Linked DNA regions of Mus musculus: region 2 is linked to region 1. The links are chromatin contacts, called in public Hi-C maps. All regions are on one chromosome and are shown on one strand. The core of a region is the stretch at or near the end of the contact, and the rest is flanking DNA. Distances in the headings are between cores, read along the strand shown.

Evidence for each region. A called contact is a pair of places that touch in the nucleus more often than the background predicts.
Region 2: a Hi-C map of liver shows a contact between it and region 1, with 2.0 times the contacts expected there. The contact joins two enhancer-like sites. A contact is called at or near these places in 1 of 15 datasets of contacts at CTCF or cohesin (the NIH/3T3 cell line), 3 of 484 Hi-C or Micro-C datasets (the AML12 cell line, liver and trophoblast stem cells), 1 of 115 datasets of contacts at active chromatin or transcription factors (embryonic stem cells) and 1 of 9 other capture datasets (embryonic stem cells).

What each region holds. Positions count from the first base shown.
Region 1 is chr17:29,925,451-29,931,290 of GRCm38.p6, forward strand. No RefSeq gene overlaps it. Among named protein-coding and RNA genes, the nearest start is that of Gm41559, 38 kb to the left of the region's middle. Within about 2 kb of position 3,436, at least 37 of the 459 cell types and tissues checked have an H3K27ac peak or open chromatin away from gene starts, as enhancers often do. A contact at or near this core is called in liver, where this site is marked.
Region 2 is chr17:30,111,793-30,117,632 of GRCm38.p6, forward strand. All of the region lies in intron 2 of Zfand3 (zinc finger, AN1-type domain 3), which reads left to right. Among named protein-coding and RNA genes, the nearest start is that of Zfand3, 110 kb to the left of the region's middle. Within about 2 kb of position 2,174, at least 8 of the 459 cell types and tissues checked have an H3K27ac peak or open chromatin away from gene starts, as enhancers often do. A contact at or near this core is called in liver, where this site is marked.

The DNA of each region.
Region 1 (5,840 bases), core at 2,186-4,685:
CCTGTGATCCCAGCACTTGGGAGGTGGAGGCGCTTCATGGACAGGAAGTTCAAGGTCAGCTTCAGTTACTTAGTGAGTTTGGTACCAGCCTGGGCTACAAGAGACTGTCTGAAAAACAAAAACAAAGCAAAAATAAAAACAAAACCAAGCAAAGAGAACAGAGGAGATCACCAAAGTGTGAACCGAGAGTTCAGTCCCAGGGGCCCCTGTGGCTAAGAGAAGACAAGAAAAGGCAGCTGGTGGAGGAGATGAAGGAGGAGCCCAAATGACACAAGGTTGAGTCCAGCCCCTGCCAAGTGGAGAAAACAGAGCTTCAGGAAGGCAGGAGACGGTTGCACAAAAATGGAGCAGGGCCAGCTCAGCACCCTGCACCGAAGTTGCCAAGTTGCCGGCTACCCACAGTGGGGGTGGGGCACCCCATCTATTCCCTGCAGATTGGCCAATGAGAGCAGCTTGATTCTTTTAATATAAAGTCCGTTTTTAAATTCTTTTGTGGTGTTTAAATGATTTATTTTTAATGCCTCTAGTCGCACAGTCTCACCTCTTTGACAGAGAAATCTTTCTAAATTAACGTCTCATTATTTCTCGCCCTAACAAAGGCTTCTCGATGACAGGTGTTCCTTGACAACGTGTGCACAGGACTGCTCATTTGCAAGTCAGGAGCGCGAGGCCACGCATGTGCACACGTGCCCACGCACACGTGCATCCATCAGTGTGCCTGCGCCAAGGATCCAGGCCCTAGCAGGCCAGGTCAGGGCTCTGATTTGTTCCTGAGCACATTACTTCGAGGCAAATGCATTACTTCCAGGCAAATGCTTGTCTTGTTTAACTGGTCCTGTTCCCACCAGGTGGTGAGAACCTTGGGTGGGGGTGGGGGTGGGGATGAGGGGACGGAGGAGGGCGGGGCAAAGTCTCCATCACTTTTCTCACCTCCTGACTCAACAGCGCCCCCTGCAGCAAATCTGAGAATGGAGACACCCCAGCACTCCCGGTGTGGGGTGCCTGTGTTTTGCCCCGGGTCTTTAAGGAAGAAAACTGGAGAAAGAAGCCTGTACTCCACGAACCAAATAGCAACTGTAGAGCCGTGGTTCAGTTTCCGGATACAGCAGCCCTTTTGATCATCCCTTTAGACCCCACTTGCAGGTCCCCAGGTGAATCGCATAAAGGGGAAAGCCCCCTAGGGGCTCTGGGTATAGCTTACTTATCTTCTGAGTGTAGCAACCATTGAGATGCTCAAGCTCTGGTCTGCTGCATTCCCTCAGAAGGAGGGCTAGGGAGGGCCTGTCATTAGACCCTTCTCCGAGTTCAATGACACCTTCCTATACCTTGTGCCTACACCTTCCCAGCTGTAAGTCAGCCCTAGCTGCATGTGGTCTGGGATCTTGGGATGTGAAGGAGACTATATCCTGGGAGGTTAATTGCAGCAAGGGCCCATTTCACCCATGCAGCTATGGGGAGGTGGTCATCCATGCTAGGGTGGGACTTCCTGATGGTGTAGCTGTTTGGAGGTCACCTGTGACCTGTAAGCCCAGTGATATGTTGTCCCACCATGCTGACGCAATTGTTCCTTTTGTGTGTTGGGTTTGGTCGCCACAATCTGCGGTCAGCAGACATTTGTTCCCACCTCCCTTGGGAAAGTCAATGCAACAGTCAGCAATGGTGGATGTATGACGCCCAGAGGTCCATCCACATAAAACAAAGCAGTCACAGCAGCCTTGCCTCTCCATTCCTGCAAGACATAGGTGTGCAAACCTGGAACCAACACCCAGAAATCTTCATTCACCTCTGTGCAGGACAGTGCCCCAAGTGGCCTTAGATCCACCCATGCCCACTTTCTTCCACGTGACTCTCAAGAATGCACACACGCAGGATATGTTGTGTCTGCATCCTGCTGACAAGAGCAATGGCCAGGGTGTACAAAACAGCTCATTTGCAAGTCAGGAGTGAGGTCAAGTGGGGTGGGGGGGGGCACATACCTGTATATACATAGACATGTAGGTGCCGAGGATCAGGCCACACACTACTTTAATAGTGATGCTTATTTGTTATAGATAGTTGTATAACCTGCCCAGATTCAGCAGCTGTGGGCCCCTGTGGTCTGGGCAAAGTGTGATCTTCCAGCACCGTATGAGTTCTCCAGACCCTCCCAAGAGCAGATGTCCATCAGGGCTTTAGTCTCTTGTGTATTATTACCCCTGCTGTCTGTTTCCCAGGGTCTTCCTGTTATGCTGCAGGTAGGCCTTGCATAGAAGAGACCCTATCCCCCCCCCCCCCAGCTCTCCACAAAGCCACGCCTCTTTAACCCTCTGCTACCTGTCTGTGAGTAACAAACCTACTTCATGTAACTTCCTGCGAGTGTGAGCATGTGAGCATTTGTCCCAGCTGACTGAGCACATACCAGCATGCTATGGCCGCCTTTATTCCCCATCTCTGTCTGATTCTTCTCCTCTGGACCCTACAGATTTCAACACCCAGCCAAACTACCCTCCATTCTGAAAATAATGATGCTCGATATCTACCTCAGACCTCCACAAAGGAGCTCATTAAACTTCCGGACAGCCCCAAGAGGCAGAGACTCTGATTACCCATGCCTCATTTTACAGGGAGATCGCTACTGTTTCAGGAGCTGTTTTAAAGAGATACCAGTACTAACAAGAGTGGTTACAGAGAATTGGGGAGACATCGGGTGACGTGTAGAAAGTGGGCGGCGAGCTCATAAGAGCTCATTATCCCAATGGTTTCTGCCCACGTGGGAAATTTTTCTTAATTAAAGGTAAATTTGTGAAAATAAATAAATAAAGAGTCAGATTCTGGTCCAGTGGATGCGCTCACTTGGAGGATAGTTTCATCTCTCTAGGATTAAATGAGGTAATTTATGTAAAGAATGGAGCAATTTCTCTGCTGGGGATGTGTGTATGGCTTAGGGGTTCAGTGCTTGCCTGGATTATGCAGAGCCCTGGGTTTCATCCCTGGAACCATAAAAACATAAACTGGGCATAATGGTGCACACCTTTAGCCCCAGCACTTGGGAAGCAGAGGCAATCGGATCTCTGAGTTCAAGGCCAGCCTGGTCTAGAGAGTGAGTTCCAGGATAGTTAGGGCTACACACAGAAACTGTGTCAATAAAACAAAACAACAAAGACATAAACAAATAAACAAACTGAAAGTGACTGGTTCGCTATTGTTGATGCTGTTGTTATTATTATTACTACTACCGTGTAAAGCATGTCTGTCCTGGACTGGCACCCCAAGGTCTCTCTGTTCAGATCCCCCCGCCCCGCCCCCATGGGCCAGCTCCATTCCAGAGGCACCCCAACCTGTCTCACCTGTACCGGGGAGCCACCCCAGCACAAATATCCGCCTCCCTACAGTAAGCACTCCGTCTGGATCAGCCAGACACAGAACTGTGCCAGTCACCTACACCACTTGCCCCAGACACTGGGGCGGAGGCTCCCCTGCCAGTCCCGCCTGCCACTCCCAGCCGCCCACGGCAGAGGGCGGCCTCCCCGGCTCTAATTTTAACCCCGAGGAAGGTGCCAATCGCTCATTTTCAAAGCTGTTTCAAAGTGACTCTGATAAGCAAATTGCTGGCAGCCCTGGCGGGTGATTATTCCTGCATTAATCAGGGGGAAATTATGCCAGTTACTGATTAACTAATTACGGCAATCAGATCGGCTGGGAGAGCAGGGCAGAGGGAGCGGGCCAAGGTAAACAACCCGGAAAGGTGAGGCAGGCTCTCCCTGGGCTGGAGACAGGACAGGGACAAGCCACCTCTTCTCCTTCAACTACTACCCTAGTACTCCCGCCAGGTAGTCCCTGAGGCAGAAGCTGGGTGACTAGTTCAGTGAAGGAAGCCAGGCCCATGAAGGAGAAGTTATGTTTTCCATGGGTGTGTCTCCATCTCCCATAGAATGTGTGTTCTATAGGCTCTGGCCTTCAGGAGGCCATGTCTGATGGAGGAAGGTTTGGGGTGAAGAGGCGCGAGCACCAGCCCATCTATAGAAGAGGCTGCACGCTGTGAAGACCTCTCTTCACTGGCTCCCTCCCCACCCTACATGGAGGGACCCAAGAGAAGGAGCTCAGCCGTCTCCCCCCTCCCCGCAACCTCACAATCCCAGTGTTGAGGTGAGGCCTAGTGGGTGCTCCACAACCTTTGGTGTTAACCTCCTGCCCTCCTGCTTCCAGATGGCTCATCTGTGTGATGGGGGGAGAGGGGCAGGCATGTCTCCGGCTAGAGCCTGCTCAACAGCATTCTGACTGCCCACTCAGCCCATTCCTATGCCCCTGAATGAGAGAGGCTGGGCACTACAGAAGCCTAGGGGCACTTCCAGTGGCCTAATTTGGGAGAGCTATGGGGGGTGAGGTGAGGTTGCTCTCTGACTCCTCAGGAGGGTAGGACGAGACCTGGTACTGCTCTTCACAGTGGGTTGTACAGGGTCCCCACGCTCAGGTGTGAATCTCCCTCCTCCAGTAACACTCCTAAGCATGCTCCCCTGCTCTTTGGTGCGGGGAGGGCTGTCCAGCTCTGGGAATGGTGCCCCTAATAAAAGGTATTCACTTTTCCGGTGTTTGGCAGTCACCAGCTCCCTGTTCTTGTGGCCAGGTAGATACAGCAGCAGGCTGAATTCCAGGAAGTAAGCCTGCTGGGGGCCAAAGGAGTGAGCTCTTTGACCAAATGGGACCTTTGGGTCTGGGCGAGCTGTAAGCCTCGAAGGCAGGATGGGCTGCTCCTATTTGAATGATTTTGCAGATTGGAAAAGGCCTTCCGTTCCTCACCCCCTCCTCCTCCTCCCCTTCCTCCTTCTCTCCTTCCTCCCTTTCTCCCATCCTCCTCTCCTTCCATTCTTCCCCCTCCTCCTCTTTCCTTCCTTCCTTCCTTCCTTCCTTCCTTCCTTCCTTCCCTCCTTCCTTCCTTCCTTCCCTCTTCTTCCTCTTTCTTCCCTTCCTCCTCTCTTTCCTTTCCTCTTTCTCTCCCTCTTCCCCCTCCTAGCTCTTCTTCTCTTTCTCCTTCCCCTCCTTCCTCCCTCTCTTCCATCCTCCTACCCTTCCTCCTCTTTGTCCTTTTATGCTCCTCTCCCATCTCCCCTCCCACTCCTCTTTCTTTCCTTCCTTCCTTCCCTCTTCTTCCTCTCTTTCCTCCTTTCCCCCTCTTCTTCCTTTCATTCTCCCCTCCCTCATCCTCTTCCTATCTCTTCTCCTTCTCTTCTTCCTCCTTTTCGCCCTCCCTCTCTTCTCTCTTCTTCCAGTCTTCCCCTTCCTCCCCTCCTCTTTCTCTTTACAAAGATAAGCATTGTTTAAAACAACGTTTTTATTCATTCTCTGAGAATGCCACATAACGTATCTTAAGCATGTTCTCACGCTCCCTTCTGCCTACACAGAGAGATCTCCATGGCTGCTAGCAGAAGAGGCGCACACAGTGTGCACAGTGAAGCGGGTCTTGGTTCCTCGAACATAGGATGCTGAAGGCACCAAAGATCCAGCCTTCTGCCAATTCCCAGATCATCAAACCCTAACCAGCCTTTTGGCCCCGGGAGGATGTCCTTTACCCTGGGACCTGTCTCCAGCTCTAAGTGGGCCATAGAGCATTGGCTATTTGACCCACCCTTTACAGGCCTGCCTCGATCAGTCTTCCAACCCATCCATCACCTGCAGTCCTCTACCCCATGGCCTGGGAGAGGACATAGTGTATGGCCTAGCATCTCCCCATTTCAGGTTAGAAGCCACTGTCCCTGGTAGCAGGGTGGAAGGCAGACAGGAAAGCAGATCTGTGTAGCAGCAAAGAACCGGGACGGCTGTCAGGGGGCGATTTAGGGCGATTGCTTTCCGCAGGGCACACGGTT
Region 2 (5,840 bases), core at 924-3,423, 190 kb after region 1:
CAGTGTGCCCTGGCAGAGCAGGGTGGTTTTGGCATTTGGTGAGCCCTCAGCACCTGTACAGCATAGTGGACTTAGGACAGTGTCCCCACCTTCCTGACCTTGGCATTTGGAAGTTAAGTATCTCCTTAACAACACTAAATTAATTAATTAATTAATTAATTTATGTTAGATTTCTTAAAGTATGACATCCTGTAAGCTCTTATTCAAAGTTTTCTGTATCAGCAGCACCCTCCCCCCCCAGGATCTTGTTAGAGAAATGCAGGTCAGACCCGGTCACTGACCTGTGACATAAGTCAAGGAGAACCAGCATTTAGCCGAGACCATAGAATTACTGCAGGTCAGAGTTTGAGAAGCTCTGTGGTGAGCCACACTTGCTTTTTTGAAATAAGCATCAATGTATTTTTCTTTTTGTCCAAAGCAAACAAGAAGGCTGTTAAGAAAACAGAAGGAGAAGCTTCTGATTGTGAGTTTAGTGTCAGTGCAGCTCTGTGCTGCTCGGGACTGCGTCTCCTCCTTCATGGAGATGCTGCTTATAGATGCAGTTACTTCTCCCTACGCCTACAGCACACACAGGCCAGCTCTTTGCAGGCATTTAAGAAACAACAGCTACTATCTATTAAGTGTTTTATTGTGTTCCAGACACTATACTAAATTTATAAAGTAATTTACCTTACCTGATGGTGATGATAGTGATGGATGTCCATCTTTTCCTGTAAAGACTACCACCTACCTCATTGGAGACATCATCTGTCTTTGGCCTAGAGTTTACCAATAGGCTACACTGGATTTCGGGCAAACTTCAAGGGCCCTCCCCTCTCTGCTTCTGTAGTATTGGCCTTAAAAGTGTGGCAATCACAAACACGTACCACCACATCTAGCATTTTTTAATGTGGTTTCTGCGGATTGAACTCAGGTCTTCACTTTACCAATTGAGCTTTTCCTCAATTGAGCTTTCCCCCCCTCTCTTTTTTTTTTAAAAATGAGGAAGTAGACCCAGAGAACTTAAAGGAACTTTGTTAGTTCACTTAGCTCCTAAATCTTAATGAAATGCAGAGTGGTTTGTTTGAATGTAAAGACTAAGTAGCTTGCATTTCTTTCCCTCAGCCTGTTTCTACTGGCAAGCACAGAGTGCACACTTTTCATTGACTTGGACTGAGCAACTTTAGGACCGCTTGGTGCTTTGGTCCTATTGGACAAAGCATGTTTTGATAATAGGAGATGAGCGTTCTGGTGTAGCTCTGCCCCTGACTGTCTGGTGTCTCTTGCCCTTGGTTGCCCTGCAGATAGGTGTGTCTCCTTCCACAGAGTATGATTTGCAGGACATGTTATCTGTACCACCAAACACTCAGCATGAGTCTGTAAAGCAAGGAGGCTTTACAGATGAGACAGTCAGATGCTGAGCAGAGGTTGGGGGATTCTTCATTGTTTTTATTCAGAAAACTTGACTGGCGAGGGACCTGTGCTTGTGTGTGAGGCGTATTTTAAGGCAGACATCCCTCTCTTTGTTGGGAATAGTGGATCTGATTGACGCATCAGTCACTGTTGTCAGTTACAGTTTAGTACTTTAAAAAGTCATGAAAACAGAGGTACACGAAGTGACACATATGTTAATGAGCTTGATTTAGCCATAGCATAGTACCTATTTTAGAATAACATTGTGTATGATAAAATACGTAACTTTCTCAATTTAAAATATTCAGAAAAAAATTGAAAAGTTTTACAGTGTATACTAGGCAACAAGGAAGCACTTTGGCAAGAAAAAAAAATAACCAAAGAGTAAGATCTGTTTCATATACTTATAGGAAAAATGTCATTGCTTGTGAAAAATAAGAATTAGGTCAGGACAAAATATAGCTTCAGTGTTTTAAGTAAGTGGTAGCTGCACTTGCTCTCTGCCCAGGCTTTGGTCTCTAGTATGTGTTCTCACTAGTAAGCGTCTCCATCAATACAGCAAAAGAAAAACTTTTTAGAGTTTTCATGATATTCACCAGTTGAAGACATCGTTATAATAATATGCCTTTTCCAAAAATTCATTGCTCAACCTGGTAGTTCTGCTAAAGCGAATGTGTACCCAAAAGAATTGAACCCTAAGTAGGATACGTGACTAAGTATGTGTGTGTCACTTTTAGCTCGGGGCTTCTGGGCCTTATTTCTGAATTGCGTGGTATCTTCAGCAATAGGGACTTAACTTTCACCCCTGGCTGAGGGTAACCTAGGGCAATCAATAGCAGGGGGCCGTGTGCTAGACAGCTCTGGCCAACAACTCAAAAGAGGGCTTCTCATGGTTGGTCCTGGGAATTTTGGTAGGTGGTCTTGAACTTTTGGAGGGAGTGCTGTCAGCCTAGATGAGAAAAGTTCAATAAAATTATAAATATGTATTTGTACAATGAGTTATGGCACATTTTGTTTTCTATGGCAGTATTCATAGCGGATCAAACTCTGCTCACGTTTAGACTGTGCTGTGAGTGGACTGTCTTTGTTTTCTGTTCTCTCTAGAAGCCTTCAGAGAAGGTTTAGTTAATCACAGGGCACAATTTTTGTGACATTTTACTTGTGGTACCTAGCACAATAATTAAAATATATTGCTTGGCTATTGAAACAATATTTTTTTTATTACAGAGTTAAAACTGTCGTCTGGAAAGAAACTCTATTATTTAAAAATGAATATTATTTGGTAAATAACTTAAAATTTAAAAGAATAGCTTCAAATGGAAGGATATTGATACATTGCTTTGTGGATCAGTTTTCTGACCTTTTGTCCTCTTGGATCTGAAAGACCATTAATACAAAGTTGAACTTGTGGGAAAATGACAAGAATTTCCTCTTAAGTTCTTGTTTTTGGGCAGGCTTGCATTTACCTGTGTAGTTTTGTATGTTGTTACTTTTGATGGAACACAAATGTTGCAATTACTCTACAGTGTTTTTATTCAGTAGAGAAGTGTTACCTTTTCTCTGTGCAAGCTAGAGATGTTTGAGGGTAAGAATAACCCAGCGCGTAGGGGAGGGAGGTATCCAGTGTGACTGACCTAAGAGATTTTTGCTAAATTGCTTTCCTGAAGGTTGGATCTTACTGTGAAATGTGCACCCAGCCCTTTTGTAGCCCTTTGTATTTTTGTATTTCTTCCTGGGCCCAGAGGAACATCAAGGGAGTTTTTGTGAAGCCAGCAGAGGGCGCATATCTGATGCTCTTGTACTTGAAAACAGGACTGAGTGAATTTTTTTGAAGCAACTTGAAAACAGGACTGAGTGTATTTTTAAGGGTTCTTCATCAAAGCTCCTCCCTTCCCTCAACATTCTTTTTTTTTTTTTAAATTGTGATTTAAAAAAACCATTGTGAAATAAAATCAGATGAAAAAATGTTTTAAAGGATTTGTTGTCAAATCTGACAGTTGGTTTTCTCCCTAAGTTGGAGAACATCAATTTAGAGACAAGCATCTTACTGGGTAGCCCTGGCTAGCCTGGAATTTGTTATGTAAACCAGTCTTGACTTCAAACTCATAGATATCCACCTGCCTCTGCCTCCCTAGTGCTAAGATTAAAAATGTGCACTACCACTCCAGGTCTGTGATCTAGACATTTTTAAAGAAAGAGTGAAATTGAACAAAAATTGTGGCTTATTCAAGTGGTATTTATTTTATATTTATGACATTTAATTAAAGAAGGGTAACTGCTTTTAACCATTTTAAATTAAATTATAGTAATGACTGTGCTTTAGTTCATGTTATGAATTTGAAGTTCAAACGGTATAGGGAACAAAGTTACAATTCTGAATCTTATTCTCTTTTTAAATTTTTTTTCCCCTTTATGTGTTGTGTGTTGGCTCAGGTGTCATTTTAGGAGCTTTGACCTACTTCCCCTGAGACAAGATCTCTCTCTGGCCTGGGCCTCACTGTCTCTGTCTCCCAGTGCTGGGGTTACAGGGTGTGGCCTCCCAGCTGCCGTTCCCTGTGGATTTCTGGTTCTAGGATTGGACTCAGCATCCTGTGCTTGTGATGCCCATGGATCTTGTGCTGTTAAAGGGAACCAAGTGCAGTGGTGGGGCTTGTTACACTGTTCAAGCAGATCTGCCCTTAACCCCCACTGAGTCTTTCTTAACCTGTCTTCTCCAGAGCGGGGGAAGAGTTTCTGGCATAGAGAAATTTAACCCTCTTTTAACCTTATAAAAGCGTTAAAAAACCCCATTAATGCTTATTTCAACCCAGAAGTGCTTGCTTTCTGGGTGTCTTAGGGTTTTCGTTGTTGTGAAGAGATACCATGACCATAGCAATCCTTATAAAAGGGCAACATTAAATCAAGCTAGCTCACAGTTTCAGAAGTTTAGGCCATTGTCATCTGGTGGGATGCATGTCTGCATGCAGCAGACTCGGTGCTGGAGGAGCTGAGAGGTCGTCTACATGTTGACCCGAAGGCAGCCAGGAGGAGGCTCTGGATCACACTGGCCAGACTTGAGCGTAGATATTTGAGACCCCAAAACCCCGCCTCCACAGTGACACACTTTCTCTAACAAGGCTGCACTTCTCCACTAAGACCACACTTCTAATAGTGCCACTTCCCATGGGCCAAGCATATTCAGACCACAAACTGGGGGTGTTTCTATTTGACCAGCTGCTGCTGGCTACTTTGTGTTGCTAATGCTGGCTGTGTAATTGCTTTCTCAGTTAGTACACAGTGTACCTCTTTTTCAGCCTAAATCAAGCAAGGCCTTGTCTTCAGAACCTTGACTGAAAAGACGAGAGTGATGGCTGGGGGCAGGGCCGAGGAAGTGCCCCACATGCACCATGGGCAAACCTTATGTACTCATGTACTGAGGGTAAAGACTCGGCATGGGGAGATGGAAGGGGAGCTGCTTGGCGTGGGTTGACCCTGCTCCACTCATTCAGGGGTTTGTAACAGATTTTACAGGTCAAGACGAGTAGCAGATCACCGGTTAGAATTGATCTAGGTTTGAGAGGATTTTTTAGAGTGGAAACTGATGACAGTGATCCAAATAGTGGCCCACACTTTTGGGCTCACGTACATAAAGATCGTAAGACCAGCAAAATAAACCACTGGGGATTCTGGGAAGGAAAGGCTGAGAATAAGTAAAGGAAAGAACTCTGATCTCCGGAAGGAAAGTAGGGTATTGCTAGAGCAGAGTTAGTGAGCTTTCTGAGGGATCGGTTATTGCCTTCGGAATTGTTAGCTGAAGTGGAATAAGGATAAATGTCATTAGAAATGAGGCGAAGGCATCCGATGATGTCAGTGTCGGGGAGGTCATGTGCAGGGCGGACAGGAGGAGAGCAGCTCCCAGACGTGAGCTTGCTGGGAAGTGACAGAACGTCAGACGAGACCCTAATAAACTTTACCTGTTCTAGAATTGTCTTAGTAGAGAGGCTGTTTTCAAGGAAGCAGTTGATTTTCTTAGGGATTTTTAACTGTTCACAGTGGCTTGAGAGAACATGAAGCACTTGGGTGGTAAAAGCACTAGCATCAAGAAAGGCCCCACGGACACACGGCCCTCGGGGAGCACTGTGCTTGCTGTGGACACCTAGAGAAATGGTGACTGCTCACAACTGTACATGTCTCACGAGGGCACGGCCCACAAACGGATGAACCGTAAGAGTCTCAGAGGGAGACCATGCTAGAAAATTGTGAGTTCTACATGATACCTTTTTATTGGTTTCTAAAGTATGTTCCCTACAGGAATTATAGCCATTGTCAGCCTTAAAAAAAAAAAAAGTCACTTTACCTCCCTCTTTTAAAAAGGGCATAAAGCCAGAAATAGTGAGAAATTCTGTCTTTCTGTATTCATTCTTACAGGTTACTACTTTAAAAATTTATTTTGGTTTTCTTAGCCATTT